Regions from separate parts of the Zea mays genome. Here region 2 is linked to region 1. Evidence: chromatin contacts called from public Hi-C data. All regions are on one chromosome and are shown on one strand. The core of a region is the stretch at or near the end of the contact, and the rest is flanking DNA. Distances in the headings are between cores, read along the strand shown.

Evidence for each region. A called contact is a pair of places that touch in the nucleus more often than the background predicts.
Region 2: a Hi-C map of leaf shows a contact between it and region 1, with 2.5 times the contacts expected there. The contact joins the promoter of LOC100285558 here to the promoter of LOC100282774 in region 1. A contact is called at or near these places in 1 of 25 Hi-C or Micro-C datasets (leaf) and 1 of 3 datasets of contacts at active chromatin or transcription factors (leaf).

What each region holds. Positions count from the first base shown.
Region 1 is chr9:150,848,577-150,852,405 of Zm-B73-REFERENCE-NAM-5.0, reverse strand. LOC100282774 (inositol-tetrakisphosphate 1-kinase 3) reads right to left here and starts at 1,966. Exons shown (of 10, transcript NM_001412421.1): 1 at 1,528-1,966. The coding sequence starts at 1,721.
Region 2 is chr9:151,021,586-151,025,414 of Zm-B73-REFERENCE-NAM-5.0, reverse strand. LOC100285558 reads left to right here and starts at 1,875. Exons shown (of 8, transcript NM_001372303.1): 1 at 1,875-2,261. The coding sequence starts at 1,995.

The DNA of each region.
Region 1 (3,829 bases), core at 717-3,216:
TATACTATCAACATACACCAAATATTCATATAACACGCCCACATTTTGTATAGCAATATGCTTGAGCAACGAGGTAATACTCAAATTATAAATATAAATGGGATGATACTTGGGTATATCTCCAGGGGTAAGGAAATAAATTATATGGTATAAGTGAACTGCGTGGTATCTATTAGAGATATTAGTGAACTGCATGGTATCAATCAACTGTACATGGAAAGCTATCAATCTAGAATATCCCTAGAATCACTCTAATAGTATCAGAACATTTATTGTTTGAGATGCAGAAAGAACTACAAGGGGAGAAACCCAACACGCTTTCAGGTACAAAAGTTGTCAAGGAAAACTGTTCAGTTTGCGGCGAAAAAAAAATGCCTTCAAATTTGTTTACCACAACATTTTCTGTATCCATAGCCTGCTATGCATTTTACAAGGGCAAATTGCATCATATCAGAATTTGAGGCATTTACTTTTAGGTTACTTACAGTCTTGAAAAGCAGAAACGCAGATAATAAAAAATATAGAAAAATAGTTCAAGCAAAAAACACTTTCTCCTTGTTAATTTTGTTGTTCCGTTTATTAGATCATACGTTGCTTATCCAAATGAGGCAACAGGCAAATAATAGAATCAGCTTGGCTCTTAATCCAGACAACTACAAGAAGAGATCGTTTGTTGGCAGCCCATGTTGCTATCAAATCCAGCGATGGAGTAAGTAAACTATAAATGAACACAGCAGAGACACACCCATCAATAAGTTGTCATTTTCCATGTGATGCAGTTATCCAAAGGAATATTCCAAACTAGAATCCCAGATACCATCAACAAGTATTTGCAGCCTAGGGCCTAGGCCCATTCCGCCAACTTGACAGGATAATATAAAGCTATTGACTATTGTCTATTGAGACCCCTCATGCAGTGGAACTGTCAACGTAGGATACACATATAGGGCATATCTACCGATGCCATTGGAATTCCAAATAAACACTTGACAGTCTTAAGGCAGCATGCTTCACTCAGAAGCCATTCTCGCTAGCCTCTCCCGCCAACTTTGCGCTTCAGTGGAGGTCTGATTCGGTCACTATTTGACTAGTGCAGCAACGAATAGAATAGCATTCCCCTCCACTACACACCGTGGAAATTATAATCCTTTCTAAACACCAGAATACTGTCCATGGTATCACGTTAACCTGTTCATGCAAAAAATCTTCTGGCCATCAGGAACTGGGCACTGGGCAGAGCAGCAACTAATCAAGGCACGGAAGAAATCGCGTCTCGAGCCATGAATCCTCCTCGTCCCCCGAATTACACACCATTTTTCCTCCAAGGCCAACACCTTCCAAGCTCTTCGGGCTATTAATAAAAGAACAAAACAGAGCAATCGTGGAACTGCTCGCCACCCGGTCATCAAATACTAGGGGGAAAAAATCATCCCTCTCGCTCCCCTCAAAATCCATCACACCACTCGGCATCTGGCAAAACATCAAACCATTCCCCTTTCCTGAGAGGGCGGTGTTCCAGGCTTTTACCTGGCCAGCAGGAGCAGCTTGGGCTGCAGGAAGCTCTTCACCTTCTTCTTCGTGAGGGCGAACCCCACCACTAGCCGGGGAACCGGCGCCGCCGCACCGATGAGTGGCGGTGGCGACAGCCCCGCCGAAGCCGTCACAGCCCCCTCCTCGCTCCCCTCCTCCATCTCATCCCGCACCTCCGCGTGCAGGCGCATCCTTGCCGCTGAATCTCGCCGCGAATGGGCGAGAGGAGCGGAAGGGAAGGGCAATCGGAAACCTCAAGGTTAATTAACTCTGCACAGAGGGTGGTGGGTCGAGCAGAGGCGGTGCTCTGCGCGGGCACGGGATAGGCTGAGGACTAACTGGGTGGGGAGGGAGGGACCGACGCCGACCGACCGAGGGAGGGAGGGACCGCGGAGCTGTTAATAATGGCGATTGGCGGGACGAGCGGAAGAGGGAGGAGGAAGAGAGCTGGAGGGGTATTTATTTGTAGACGGCAGAGAGAGATGGATTCTCTGTGCCTAGTACAAATTAAGCAGCGTCTTTAATTAATTTATTATAAAAATATATATATTATATAACTAGCCTAATAATATTTATTTTATATTATAAACATTAATGTCCTTTTACATAAATTTACTTAGAATTTGAATTGTTTGTGTATCAAGAATTACATTCTTCTGTGGACGAATTGAAGGGAGTACAGATACAATATACGGGGCTCCATGGTCACCGCTCGCTACGACTCCAGCCTACTATAACCGCATTACTTTGTTCAAACTACTTGCATTGTTGTGTAGCTCAGCACTAGCTATCGATGTATTCAAATGGAAACAAATAAATAGATATATTAATTTGATGAGGCAAAATATGTATGTGCGTGTGATACTAGCTAATGGCAGCTTAATGTTTGTTCGGTAGATGAATTCGAACGGCGAACTCTCAGTCGAGATCTTCCGAGCTCATCACTATTGAGGAGGTTTGGATGTCCTTGTTCTTGGATCAGAAAGCGCGCCTGGGGATACAAGGCATTGGGTCTGGCATCCTAGATCCAGAACCAGCTGGTCCGTGCCAAGTATGCATGCACAATTGCACACCATGATGAGTACACAGTGCTAGCTGCCACATCAGTCATCGACTCATCGTATCTGTGTACAAAAATGGTAGCCTTGTGTGCGATCACTATTAGCTGGGGCACGGTGATGGGTGTCGTGGCGACGAGACGACCTGCTCTTCGGTCCCCTCACATTAAATAATGTTGGCCACGCGTCCGCTACGTGAGGCGGATGGACTCGCAGTGGTTGGGGCCACTATCCACACGATGTGCGGCGACCACGACTGCCTGATGGCAGCCTACTGCAACGGGCCCTTTGCCGGCCATGTCCGCGTACCGTAGCGTCCATGTTCGACACCCCATGGTGTCTGATGGAGAGAGAGAGAGAGAGAGAACACCTTGCTGGGAAGAAGGGTACTCAACTGAATATTGGTCAACTGTCTTCATTGCTCTTGCTGAAACACTCGGCCTGCTCTGGAAGACTGGAACCGAAGATGAAGGGGGGCATGCAAAGCGAGTAGGCATGCTACGTGAAGTTCACATTTTTTTTTGTTTGCATTTTAGCCGAAAGTTCACATTTTATGCCCACCCCGCGAAGAGCACCTTCCGTGGCGTTGATTCCGCGGCGACATGCTACGTGACCGTGCCGTTTGTCAGGGACTCAGGGTCACACGGCCACGCACCACGGACCAGCGTAGGAAACGGGACGATACGGCTGGGAGTGGGTGGCGGCGTGGAGACGGCACGCGCCCGTGCAGTGTCTCAAGCGCCGCACCCTTCCCTTGGCGGCTTGGCCATATAAGCCCGTGGCAAACTGCTACGGCCCTGTTTGGAATTGTAGTATTTTTGCAGTTTTGAAACAATACTGTGGTATTTGATGATATTATAGTATTGGAGCTCAAAAGGTGTTTGATTTGTAGAGTCAAAACTCAGTTTTAAATACCATGGTTTACCCAAAACTGCAGTATTTTTGGAGTTTTCGAAACTCCACTCATGACCTCAGTTTTCTTCTCTTCTCTCTACATATACTTTATTTTTACAATAGAACCAAACAGATCTCGGTTTTGAACAATACTGTAGTTTTATTGTGGTAAAGCAATACCGTAGTATTTATGTCATGTACAATTGTAAACTATAATATCTCAAAACTATAGTATTTTAAAACTGCATTACCAAACAGGCCCTACGTCGTCGCCTCCATGGGGATGCAAACAACCACAGTGATAGCAATTAATGTTAGGTGTCCTCTACATCTGGTTATTAGTGACT
Region 2 (3,829 bases), core at 626-3,125, 170 kb before region 1:
TAAGCCACAACGAACAGACATATGTTGTTTGAGGATACCGTCATGTCATGCGTTCGTGTAAAGTCTAGGATCAAAGACGTGTGTGAGATAAAACGAGGAAAGCTTGTACTCATACGCATGGGCGCAACTAGATTGTACCTAGCGGATGCAAATGCACCCCCTCAAAAATGCAAACTCTATGGATACAGCTAAAGTTTCACCATATATACACCTTAGAAAAAATTAGTATGCATCCACTAGACTAATTGCACTTTCCTTAATTTTATTCTAGCTTCGCCACTTATCGTAAGGTTGTATTTTACTTGACATTTTTTTCTCGCTTAATCTACGAAAGATGATATAAAGAGCACGTGTGCGAAAAAAGTATAAACAAAGGAAATATAAGCATGTATATACAATCGAGCTCGTGCGCGTGGTGTCAAATTGTCCACGTCGGCGCCGCTGTTCGTGCGTCTTGAGATGGTGCATCCGGCGAGAGCGTCGGACAGAGCCGTTGCTCGGACACAGACAGACAAGCTTCATGGCTTGGTGGTCCATACCCGGTTAGTCGTTGCCGCTGCGGGACCCTGTGAGCGCGTAGTTCCACGGTGGTGGGCGGTGCTGGTCGGCCTTCGCCGAGCTGATGCAGCCGCGGCGGACAGAGCCGACGACAGCGCGCTGCTCGATCGTCGCCGGGCCGTTCCTGTGGACGATGCTGGTGGAGACAAACACCGACGTCATCACGACAATCCTTCGCATGCATGTTGGCCTTGGCCTGACGTACGAGGAGGACTGCGCGTGACGTACGTGCAAAAAGAGAAATAGAAGCGGAATATGACTTTTAGTTGATAAATAGTAACTAAAGAAAGAAATATGCAAGACTGGAATGGTTCAGGAACAGTTATTGTTTCGATGCAAAACAGTTTATTAGTTTTTTATAAAAAAAGTAAACAAAACCTCCGTCAAAACATGTGAACAATAATTCGTGACCCCAAGTAAGTACAGGCATACATCTAGTAAAAAAACTAATATATCAATCCAAATTGCATTCCCGCATTTAGATATAAATTTAACTAACTGTTACTCAATTTTTACAGATCTCGACTATTACTCTTAACAAATATGACAATTGTGTTCTAACAAAAAAAAACGAAAATCGTTTTTGGACGGATCGAGTGAGTGCGTCGATGATGCGGCTGCAGTGCACGTGATGGCGCGGCCCCACCACGCGGCCGCTTCTTTTCTACTCGTGTGACGAAATGTTGACCAGTGATCGTCGCTGGCGGTGCAGGTAGGGGATATACAATAGAAGGGACAGGATAGACTTTTGGATCTTTAATAGACGAAACGTACGTATGGTTGGTTGTACTGTCACGTACACAACTGGGGCTCCGAATTTTTAATTTCCAAATATCACTTCACTCCAGATCTCTGGACCCATCCAGCATTGTATAGAAGAAATGTGGCAACCGGACAGTATTCTTTATTATTATATAGAAATGCGGTACGAAGTCCGACTTTAAGACGTGTCAACCATTGGTGTAGAGTTCGATTGCAAAGTGTACTACAACATATTACAAATTATTAGAAAAAAATCTCTGAGTCTCAAATTATTTATGTGACGGTCCAATAAAGCGTACTTCCCGTGCAGCATACGGCCACGTTGCTCGTAAGCAGAAAATGAAGCCTGCATACAAATTTGTAGGAATTCAGAAAAATCCAGCTAAGCCAAGCCCGCCGGCCAGCGATGCAGACTTGGCGGCGAGCGGAGCGGCCTCAACCTCCTCCTCTCCAGCTCTCCTCCCATATAAAACGCGGAAGAATCTCGAAGAGACGCCTCGTCCCATCGTTCCTCTCTCTCTGCCCCGCCTACGCCTCGCCCCAGACGCATCAAACCGCTCTCCTCTCCCTCCCTGCCCCCCTCGCAACCCTGAAGAAGCCCCCACACGCAAGGCCGCAAACGCGCCGCGCACCGCAAGGTCCCAGGGAGCGACACGAGGCGGCCTCATTGCAGCATGGCTGCTATGGCCGCCGCTGGCGGCGTCGGGCTCCACCTCATTGGCGCTGCCACGGCCACGCTCATCGTGGCGGTCCTTGTTGCGGCCGTGCTGGGGCGCCGCCGCCGGGCCCGGGCCCGGGCCCAGGCGCCTCCGGTGGAAGGGAAACCCGCGCCGGAGGCAGGCTGCGCGGTCGGTGACGGCGCGGGTCCCGACGTCGGGACGGACGTCATCATCGTCGGCGCCGGAGTGGCTGGATCTGCGCTGGCGTACACGCTCGGAAAGGTGGTTTCCCTTGTCTCATCTTTTTTGGCATGGTTCCACTAGATGACTAAAAGTTGAGAGTTTTTATATTGAAAAAAAATCGGCAGTATCGTATTTTAAATTGCGTACTGCTAGCTGGGCGTGAAGAACTTTTTTTTTTGGCATGAATTGCTTGCAGACCCAAGAACAACTTAGGTCCTGTTTTTGCATGCTTTTACTTAGTTATTATTTTATTATTAAAGACATCCAATTTTCTTTCTGACGGTTCTGATCACGGTTGTTCATATGTCTCAGAGGTAGATTCAGAAACAGAAGATATTGTGGTTTTGTTGCAACTACGTTGGTGAATTTTGCATGTTTGCTGTGTCTGTGGAAAGTGAGGTTTCTGTCGGTGTCACTGTTCCTTTTTTGGACATGGAGTTTGTGTGGCTTATGGCAGTTAGGCGCTGCCAAATTTTGTTGTCGTCCAACTGATAATGGAGAATTTTCCCTTCTCCAATTAAGGGTCTGTTTGGAAGTACCCAGTTTATAAGAAACTTATTCATAAAAACTGATGTAGTTCCAAACATTAATTTATATCCTAGTTTGTAGAAACTGGATTCTTAGTTTCTTTAAAAACAAGAAGCTAGCCTTCCCTAGCTAAAACCAGTTTATGAAAATTGAGGTGGTTCCAAACACCATAAACCAGTATTTTTCCTTCATAAAACAGTTTCTAAAAAACTAAGATAAAAATTGGATTCTAAAAAACTAGGTTGCTTCCAAACAGGGCCTAAATCATTTTGCAATACCTGAACACCCTGTAATGAACTAGTCAATTCTTAGCCACAGCCTTTTTGGATGGAGAATGAAAGACAGAGGGGCGAGGAGGGATAAAGCAACAGCCAAGGAAGATTATACGTTTAAGCCTCAAACATCAGTTCTCTTGATCGCGGACACTAAGAACAATTCTGTATAGTAAAATGACTAGGCATGCTTAATATTTTTCAAAGTGCTATGTTGAAATTGTAAGTTTACCTTGAAGAAAATGTTGCTGGAGGACCTTACTAATTTTTTTATGAACGTACATGGCAGTTGATTCAACACTGTACTGATGTGCCCTTTCTCAACATTAATGAATTGACAAACTAGTTTAGGTCAAAGAAAAGAGAATTCTCCAATCAATTCTGCTGACCAAATTAACTGCACATGACTCCAAGCTACTCTGAGAGCGATGTAACATCAAAACGAAAATGTGGCCTTGTCCTGTTACTTGAATTGACTATTTTCCATTTGTTTGCAGATAATATTCACATCAGAAATGGTTATATGTATGATACAAAGCAACCAATAAATATCCTTACCCATATGAAATATTCCTTCCATGGGATTTTTTTATACACTAATCCTTTTGTCAAGTTATGACTTATGAGCAAGAAAGCCCTGGACAGAAATTGTTTTAGCTGGCTACATATGTTTGAGACCATGTTAAACAACCTTTTATCTTGTATACCCAGCTGTCTATAGGAGAGTATACTAGTACTATCCAAACTTCAATAGTAATCCAATTAGGCTTGAAGGCATGCTAAATGATTTATTTTTTTCCAATGCAT